2 separate regions of the Macaca mulatta genome follow, and region 2 is linked to region 1. Evidence: chromatin contacts called from public Hi-C data. All regions are on one chromosome and are shown on one strand. Each heading gives the region's core, a stretch centred on a gene start, on an enhancer-like site or on the middle of the called end of the contact. The rest is flanking DNA. Distances are from core to core; before and after follow the strand shown. Region 1 holds the start of KCNN3 (potassium calcium-activated channel subfamily N member 3). Region 2 holds the start of CHRNB2 (cholinergic receptor nicotinic beta 2 subunit).

What was found. A called contact is a pair of places that touch in the nucleus more often than the background predicts.
Region 2: a contact with region 1 is called in a Hi-C map of blood, with 2.4 times the contacts expected there. The contact joins the promoter of CHRNB2 here to the promoter of KCNN3 in region 1. A contact is called at or near these places in 6 of 14 Hi-C or Micro-C datasets (CD4 T cells, blood, cortical neurons and 3 more).

The regions. Positions count from the first base shown.
Region 1 is chr1:112,136,561-112,141,402 of T2T-MMU8v2.0, forward strand. It overlaps KCNN3 (potassium calcium-activated channel subfamily N member 3), which reads left to right and starts at 2,925. Exons shown (of 9, transcript XM_077945287.1): 1 at 2,925-4,185. The coding sequence starts at 3,244.
Region 2 is chr1:112,434,122-112,438,963 of T2T-MMU8v2.0, forward strand. CHRNB2 (cholinergic receptor nicotinic beta 2 subunit) reads right to left here and starts at 1,952. Exons shown (of 6, transcript NM_001265649.2): 1 at 1,850-1,952; 2 at 356-501; 3 at 127-171. The coding sequence starts at 1,913.

The DNA of each region.
Region 1 (4,842 bases), core at 1,675-4,174:
ACAGTGTTAGCCGATTTCTGTGGTGTAAATACTCTGATCGTGACTGATTTCAAGCTGCTAATGTGACGTCACTGTGGAGTTAGGAAGAGATGTATATGGATGATCAGAAGGTCATCTTGCCTGTGGTCACACAGCCATCCCTGTGGCAGAGAAGGGGTCCAGCCTGGGCAGTCTGACACTTGAGCCCAAGCTTTAAACATGACTGTCTTCCTCCTCCTCCTCCTGTTCATGACAGGATAGCCGTAACAAGGGGCATGAGCTGGCTCAGTGGCATCAGCTGTCAAGTTGCAGCCCATTTCCAGATAACCACTGATCTTTGGTGCTGGCATAGTTAGGGCTCTACCCAAGCTATCTCTCATCCTCATCCATGATGGCAGGACATGTTCTGATAGGTCCCATTTGGATCCCACTGGCACCGCCAGGAGAACTGGAGGCAAGAGTCTGGCCAGAAAGGTTAGCTGAGGCAGAAGGCAGCTTATGGGGGTGGAGTGAGTACAGAAATACCCAGGCCTGGAGTCTGTTCTCCAAAATTGATTTTTCACAGCCCAGAAACTGTATCCAGCACTAAAAAACCAACAAGAACAGCACATTTTTGCTACTAACAACATATTCATGATAATTTATTAGAAGATAATTAAATCTAAGTATGCGATCTGGAGCCTTGAACCAAGCAGGTGGCTCTGTTTGGGGATGGAGGAGTGGGAGGGAAATCAGGAATACAGAAGGGAAGGGCAGGGAAGGCAGAGGATGCTGAAGGGGTTGGGGGTGGGTGCTAGAGGGCCTGGTCATGGGAAAACACATGAGACCCCAGGCTTGCATCTGAGGCCAGGGGGAATGACTATGTCATTGATAATAATAAGAATCAAGATTATTATTTTATATTTTATTTTTTTTTAGAGACAGGGTAATGCTCTGCCACCTGGGCTGAAATGTGGTGGCACTATCACAGCTCACTGTAGCCTCAAACTCTTGGGCTCAAGCAGTCCTCCTCCCTCAGCCTCCTGGGTAGCTGGACTACAGGCACTCGCCACCATGTCCAGCTAATTTAAAAATTTTTGTAGTGTCTGGGTTTTGCTATGTTGTCCAGGCTGGTCTTGAACTCCTGGCTTCAATCAATCCTCATGCCTTGGGCTCCCAAAGTGCTGGGATTATAAGCATGAGCCACCACGCCTGACCAGAATCAAGATTATTGTGCAAGAGCAATTGTCAGGTATCTGGGGTTGTGGCTTGTATTACAAGTAATATTTGGCTCTCAATCTCAGGGTTAATGGGGGATTGAAGAGGTGAGAACTGATATACAGAGGGGACTCTGGGCTCATCTGGGGGGAGCTCTGTCCCTCCCTGACCTGGACACTTGCTGCTTACCAGTCAGGAGAGCTGCTTTAGAAGTTTCCTATGTGTATATGTGTGCATGTGTGTGTGCATGGGCTAGTGTGTGCACACAACCATGTACACACGTGCATGTGTGTCCACTTGCTTACATGTTTTCTGAGTGTGTGTCTGTGTATGTGTGCATGGATCTCCTACCCTTTCCTCTTCCCATCTAGGGAGGGAGCTGCACAGAGGCCAAAGGGTGATGGGGAATCAAGAGCCAGAGAGGAAGAGGCCTGCCTTTTAAAACCCCAGGTGTGCTGGGGAATTCCCTCTTGGTGACTTCCTTTCTGATTCCTAATGCTGCTGTGGTTAGAAATGAAAATGAATTCAGCTCTGGTCCCATCCTTTGGAACCCCCTCTGCACACAGTGGGAGCTTAATAAATACTTGATGATGATGCTGAACCTGGGAAGCCAGCAGCTGTTCCTAGCTCTGACTCTCAGAGCCCCATGGGACAAATCAGGCAGGGAACGACCATGGGGGGGGGGATCTTCAGTCTTCCTGCCAGATCGCCCTGTGACTCCATGCCCAGCTGTTAGGGAAAGGGCTGGAGCCATGGTCCGCTTCACACACCCTGCTTTGGAGAGGCCAGTTCTTCCTCAGCAGCTTCTCTGGTTTTTCCCCTATCCAACATTTGAACAATATTTATTGAACAACCACTTTGTACTGAGTATCATAGTGGAAATGCATCCTGGGAGACAGTATAGGATCTGTAGGGTCAGACTGACTAAGTTCAAATCCCAGCACCTTTAATTACAAGCGGGGTGACATCTGACAAGTTACGTATCTATGTTTGAGTGTTTGAGTGTTTTTTCCCCTTTCCTTTCTCTCCTTCTTCTCCTCCTCCTCCTCCTTCTTCTTCTTCCAATTTTCATCTGTAAAAGGAGAGTGATGACATCATTTTCGTGGGGTTGATGTGAGGGTTGGAAATAACAGAGAGGTGCCTGAACACGCGGCGTAGGCACTCAATCAATGGTAGGTGAGTTTATCCACCCAGTGTTAGGAGGCGTGGATCCCCCCTGCTTCTGTGACCTTGACGTTGTTACTCAACATCTCTAAGCATGAGGCTTTGTAAATGAGACCATACTGCCCACCTCCTTGGGTGTTTGAAGAATGTATCCGGATAATATATGTGAAACAACCTATCGTAAACCCTGGTGGTTAATAAATGTTTGCCTTCCCCTCCGTCTGCCCCCTCATCAGGGTGCACACCTCCCTTCCTTCGGAGGCCTTCTGTCCCTCCTCCCCATCGCCCAGCGTGAGCGAACATCCCTTATCGCCGTGGGCTTGCGGGTTGTGGCCATACCTGTCAGAGGAAAGAGGACAGTGGCTCAGCTCCGGGGTCGGGGAGCAAAAACTACAGTTCCCAGCCCTCGCTGCGCAGCCACTGGGGCCGGAGACGAGGACGCCAGGCCCCTCCTCTGGGGAGGAGCCTATGCGGGGGGCGGAGCTAGGAGGAGGTTGGAGAGTTAAGCCAAGCCAATGAGACCAGCTGCTAATAAGTGGGCTTGGCTTACAATGTAACAGTGGCAGGAGGAGGCGAGCGAAGCTATTGAGCCAGCGAGGAGTGAAGCTGATCCTGGCCTCACACGCTCCTAGAGGACCACCTCCTGGGAGAGTTCTTTCACCCCCTCTTCTTTCTCCAAGCTCCCCTCCTGCTCTCCCTCCCTGCCCAATACAATGCATTCTTGAGTGGCAGCGTCTGGACTCCAGGCAGCCCCAGAGAACCGAAGCAAGCCAAAGAGAGAGGACTGGAGCCAAGACACTGGTGGGGGAGATTGGATGCCTGGCTTTCTTTGAGGACATCTTTGGAGCGAGGGTGGCTTTGGGGTGGGGGCTTGTGCTGCAGGGAATACAGCCAGGCCCCAAGATGGACACTTCTGGGCACTTCCATGACTCTGGGGTGGGGGACCTGGATGAAGACCCCAAGTGCCCCTGTCCATCCTCTGGGGATGAGCAGCAGCAGCAGCAGCAACAGCAGCAGCAGCAGCCACCACCGCCAGCGCCACCAGCAGCCCCCCAGCAGCCCCTGGGACCCTCGCTGCAGCCTCAGCCTCCGCAGCTTCAGCAGCAGCAGCAGCAGCAGCAGCAGCAGCAGCAGCAGCAGCAGCAGCAGCAGCCACCGCATCCCCTGTCTCAGCTCGCCCAACTCCAGAGCCAGCCCGTCCACCCTGGCCTGCTGCACTCCTCTCCCACCGCTTTCAGGCCCCCCCCTTCGTCCAACTCCACCGCCATCCTCCACCCTTCCTCCAGGCAAGGCAGCCAGCTCAATCTCAATGACCACTTGCTTGGCCACTCTCCAAGTTCCACAGCTACAAGTGGGCCTGGCGGAGGCAGCCGGCACCGGCAGGCCAGCCCCCTGGTGCACCGGCGGGACAGCAACCCCTTCACGGAGATCGCCATGAGCTCCTGCAAGTATAGCGGTGGGGTCATGAAGCCCCTCAGCCGCCTCAGCGCCTCCCGGAGGAACCTCATCGAGGCGGAGACTGAGGGCCAACCCCTCCAGCTTTTCAGTCCTAGCAACCCCCCGGAGATCGTCATCTCCTCCCGGGAGGACAACCATGCCCACCAGACCCTGCTCCATCACCCTAATGCCACCCACAACCACCAGCATGCCGGCACCACCGCCAGCAGCACCACCTTCCCCAAAGCCAACAAGCGGAAAAACCAAAACATTGGCTATAAGCTGGGACACAGGAGGGCCCTGTTTGAAAAGAGAAAGCGACTGAGTGACTATGCTCTGATTTTTGGGATGTTTGGAATTGTTGTTATGGTGATAGAGACCGAGCTCTCTTGGGGTTTGTACTCAAAGGTAGGGGCTGTGGTTTCTCTTTATACCTTGAACAAAAGGAATATGTAGGTAGCAAGAGAGGGATTGAGAGAGGGGGATTGAAAGAGAGAGATTGAGAGAGAGAGAGAGAGATTGAGAGAGATTGGGAGGGAGACTGGGAGAGAGAGGTGGTGGTGGTGGTGAGAGGCGCTTGCTCAGTTATATTGAACACTCTAACTTCCCGTGGTTTTCCTTCTTGATCCCGGGAGAATTCATTCCTCGCTTCCTTTGGGGGGTAGGGGACATCCCCACACACTGTGTCTAATTTGCAGACTTTCTGTTAGGGAGGATTAAATAATCCCTTCTGAGAAATCCCTTTTCCTCCTGGCTCACTGGTACTAAAGCATAACCCAGCAGCTTAACGCACCAATTAATTACACTCCGCCTTGATGTGTTTGCCAGTTCCTGCGACTTCCCCTTCTTTCCTCCCCTCCCTGCTCCACTCCATTTGCCTGAGGATAAAAAAGAAATAAATGTCTGGGTGGGGGGTGGGGATTCCATACCATTGCCCAAGTCCCTTCTCTCCCTGTCTTCTTCCTCTCTTCCCAAGTTTCTGTTTCCCTCCTCTTCTCAGAAACACTCAGGCAAAACAGAAAACCATTCATGACCTGTGTCTCCTGAGGGCATGGGGTAAAAATA
Region 2 (4,842 bases), core at 702-3,201, 300 kb after region 1:
TATTTAGGACTCCAAACTCTATACCTTTCTGCCTCTTTTGAGAGATTAAGAAAGAAAAAAGCACATGGGGGAAAAGGAGGAGACAGAAGGCCAGGGGTGTGGGTAGAAGAGAGCACTTATGCTTACCTGGGTCAGCCAGACATTGGTGGTCATGATCTGCTCCCGCTCATGCTGCAGGGAGGAAGAGAGGCTGCCGAGAAGGCCCCTCAGCCTGTGGGCTCACTGCCACCACCCAGGGTCCCTCTCACACCTCCCCAAGCCTTGGAAACACCAGAGGAGGAAGCACACCAGCATTAACACATTTTGGCGGGGCTGACTTCAGTAGCTGGGCAGAGAGTCTGGGACCCCCACTCACCACACTGATGAGCTGGGCCAGTGATACCATGAGCTGTACTGTGACCAGCTCAGAGCCATTGGTGGCTGGGCGGATAAGCTTGTTGTAGCGGGAAGGATCCAGGAGATGCTCCACCAGCCGCTCCTCTGTGTCTGTACCCCACACCCCTGGGCAGGGGAAAGGCAGGAAGAAAGTAAGCAGGCAAGGAGAACCCATCCAACATCCCACCCTCCCCGGGCAAATGGAACAATCCAGGCCCAACCAGTATCTGCCTACGTCCCTAAGGATACTGCAAAATGCTTAGATTACCCCCAGGGAAGCCCCAGATTAATGTCTTCGTAGAAAAGCCCCTCTCTGAGACCACTGACCAAGGAGTCCAGACAGCCCAACAGAGATGCCTTGAGACTAAGAACCCACTCTGCAAAGATTCGTGGAGACCAGCTCTTCCCCCAAAGTCTCAGAGGGCAGTTTGAGATTTCTGCTTCCATGGTTTCCCCAGCAAATACCTATGACTCAAGGGAGGTTTTGCAGGGCGGTGAAAGAGAACAGTTATTTGTCCCAGTTATTTGTGTCCCACAACACATGCCCTTTCTCCTGCTGATTGAGGAGAAAGCATATGTGTGGTGGGACACAAATAACTGTTCCCGTTCACCATTTACATGTGCAAATGGCATTATGTGCCTCACATAATGACACGTGACTGTGGTCACGACGCCATCCTCCCCTCTCCCTAAAGGCACTGAGTTGGAGTGGAATAGCTGGGCTGCCTAAGCTGTGGGTCAGGCATATATCTAGCCCCAAGTTTCACACACACAGCAGCCCACCCCCAGAGGTGGCCTGTAGGTGTGGAAAGCTCATTCGGTTGTGCATTCCTTTCGTGCCTGCCCTCCCCACAGTGCATCCCCCTCTGCAACTCTGCGCGAACACACCCCTTCCCATCCCCTCAGAGTTCCTTCCTAGTCCTCAGCCTGGCAGAGCTTCTTCCCTTCCAAGTCTCCTGTCCCACCCTACAAGAGGGTTGAAAAGTCCATTCCTTTCTCTCCCCTTCTCTGCCCCTGTGGGGTGACGAGAAACTGGAGCCCAATGGGGGGGATGGGAACCGATGGGGAGCCCAGGGAGGGGTGCTGGACCAGGTACCTTTCTTGAGATAATGATTCACAAAAAGTCAGATGGCATCTTAGCGCCCTCAGAGCCGGCCCTCCTGCCACCCCAGAACACCTAGGGAGATCCCCTGCCTCCTTGCTCTCTGTGCCTGCACCACCCCTACCACCGCTGGCCAGGTTTCCATCTCTTTTTTGCTTCACTTACTCCTTCGAGTATTGTCTCCTTCCCAGTGCAGCCTCCCAGGTGCTCTCTGCAGTCCCGGGGGTTCTCCCCTAACCCCCAGCAGACTCTCCCACCTCTAGGGAATCCCTTCTTCCACCTTCCGGCCTAGCAGGGGTGAGTCAGAGCACGCCGAGTCTTGGGCCGTTGGCTGGGGTAGGAGAACCTGGCCAGTGCCCGTCTTTCCCTTACCTGAGCACAGCCGGAGGAGGCCGAAGCCAAGGAGCAGCGCCACGGGGCCGCAGCGCCGGGCCATGCCGCGGGCATAGCTCGCTACCTCGCCTACACCGGCTGGAGCGCGCCGCCGGAGGGAGGGCCGCGGGCGGGGCGCTGTCCGTGGTGCTGAAGCCGCGCCCGCCTGGAGCTGGGCCCAGGTGGTGCCGGGCGCCGCGGTGGTTCCTGAGGCTCAGGGAGCCGGCTGCGAGGAGAAACCAGCTTCTCGCCTATCCCGGTCTGAGCAGGCGGAGGCTTTTCCGGCTGCTCTTCCAGGGAATACAATTGGGACCGTGAGGGGGAGGAGTCTGCGCCCCGGAGGCGGAAACGCTGGTTCCCAGAAAAAAAAAGGGGGGTCCCTGGGTGGGATAGTCTTCGATTGGTTCTGCCCGGGTAGGGTGTGGGTGAGGTAGAAGAAGGGCTGTCCCTCCACGGCACGGTGGAGGAGTTCTGAAGTCCTAAAGTTGGGGCAGGACCTGGAGAGTGGTCGGAGAAGGGACGCGAGACCCGCCGGGAAGCGGCAGCAGGAGTAAGACGAGTGGGTCAGGGCCTGCTTAGTACTGAGGGCCAGAGGGCCAGAACGAGGGTCGGGAGACAGGAGGAGTTTTCGGCCTCCTTTTTTCGCTTACCAAACCCAAATGATCCTGCTCCCCAGGGAGGCTGAGGATACAGCAGAGAAAATGCGTTTAGGCCCTTAAAGAGATAGGGGACTGTGGGTTTGCTATTTTTAAGAAAGCAAACGGCTTTGGAGTCTTGGAACAGCATCCCCTCACTTGTCCCCTTCTCTACTTCCCTGAAGTCCCTAAAAGGCTAAGCTTCCTGCCCACCCACTGAGGAGGTCTAGACTTGCCTGCAAAGAAGGTAGCCTTGAGGGTAAGAGTGGAAAGATGAATAGCCCCTATTCATCGGCCTTCCTCACCCCCTTCTCTTGACTCTAGCTGTTGGCTTCTGTGTGACTAGGGAGATCAGAGACCACTCACAGAGGCCTGACCAAGAGAGAAGCTAACACAAAGGAGACCAAGGATGAGAATCCTGAACTCTTAGCCCCTCTTTTTCCTTCAGTGGGTTTGTTGTCACTTTCAACCAAAATATTCCTAACGCAGACTTATCATACAGCAAGGCTCTGTCCTGTTCTGTCCCTGCTTACTTCAACCTCATCTGGGTCACTCCACCCGCAGCTCCACATTCCAACTATTGGCAAGGTCTTCAGGATCCTTGAACATTTTATCCGTGCCATCCCCCACACTTCAGGGACTTAAATGCATAGCTCTCTTTGGCTCTTTTATAACCCATGTTCCCCCTAATCACCTTCTACTTAACTTTGAGCATTTGGCAGGAATGTCAATTCCTCAAGGAAGCTGCGCTTGACCAAGGACTAGATCAGATACCTTGTTATATGTTTCCAGAGCATATCCAATGAATAAATGAATCCACCTGAGGCAGTGGCTGCCTCTCTAGATTATGAATCAACACAGTCCCTAAGGGCTCAACAGGTAAGGAAAAGGGCTAGTACTGGACTGACACTTTTTAATGTGTAGGGAAAATTCCTTTCTAAAAGCTCAGCTAGGGGCCAGGAGAGGTGACTCAAGCCCATAATCTCAGCACTTTCTAAGGCTGAGGCAGAAGGATCACTTGAGCACAGGCATTTGAAACCAGCCTGGGCAACATAATGGGATCATGTGTGTACAAAAAGTTTAAAAATTAGTCGGGCATGATGGTGTGTGCCTATAGTCCCAGCTACTCGAGAAGCTGAGGTAGGAAGATCACTTCAGCCAGGGAGGTCGGGGCTGCAGGTTGGGGTGTGATGGCGCCACTGCACTCCAGCCTGGGCAATGAAGCAAGACCCCATTTCAAAAACTAAACAAATAAATAAAAGCTCAGCTAAAAACAATGTATTTACCATGTCCCCAGGTCGTGGAATTAAGGGAAGAAGCAGAAAAGTTCTAGAAGAGGACTGAAGGAGGAGGACTACAGACCCAATGATGCACATGGAAATTGGTGTAAATCTGCACCACTTGCTCTGGGACATGCGCATGTGTAAACGCACAATAATCTCTTAAGAATTAAAGAAACTGGCCGGGCGCGGTGGCTCAAGCCTGTAATCCCAGCACTTTGGGAGGCCGAGACGGGCGGATCACGAGGTCAGGAGATCAAGACCATCCTGGCTAACACGGTGAAACCCCGTCTCTACTAAAAAATACAAAAAACTAGCCGGGCGAGGTGGCAGGCGCCTGTAGTCCCAGCTACTCGGGAGGCTGAGGCAGGAGAATGGTGTAAACTCGGGCGGCGGAGCTTGCAGTGAGCTGAAATCCGGCCACTGCACTCCAGCTTGGGCGACAGAGCGAGACTCCGTCTCAAAAAAAAAAAAAAAAAAAAAAAATTAAAGAAATCTTGGAACAAAGAAAAGGACTGAAGAAAAACCTTAAGGAAAAGGGAAGGAATGTGTGTGTAGTCTCTCTACTTAAGGAAAAGTTAGAGGGTGGGAAGAAGATCTTCCTTCAACAATTTAGATCAACATTTGTTAGGTACATGTGGTTTGCCAGGAAACCACGTGTGTTGTGGACCATATGTGTTGAGGATGCAGTGATCAAAAAGACTTAGTCCCAGCTATTAAGGAGATCACAGTTTGGCAGCAAATTATTATAGAATGTGGTGGCTGTTCCAACAGACATATAAAGAAAGTGCTATGGAAGCACAGAGGAAGAAGAGGTTAATAGTGTCTAAGAACCTAGAAGGGATGAAGATGAAAATTGAGATTTGAAAGGTGAGAAAGTCATTAAGACAAGGATGACTTAAAGGTATTCCAAACTCCTAAGAGATACAGGGAGTTTTGGTGGATGCAGAATGATTGAGGAAGGCTGTGAAAGTCTTCTCTTACAAAAATCTCTTTCTGTAATGGTTGCTTGTTTATGGGATGAGAAACTGGGGGGTTATTTGCTTGCTTAAAGCCTCTGGCTTTTCCTGATACAACT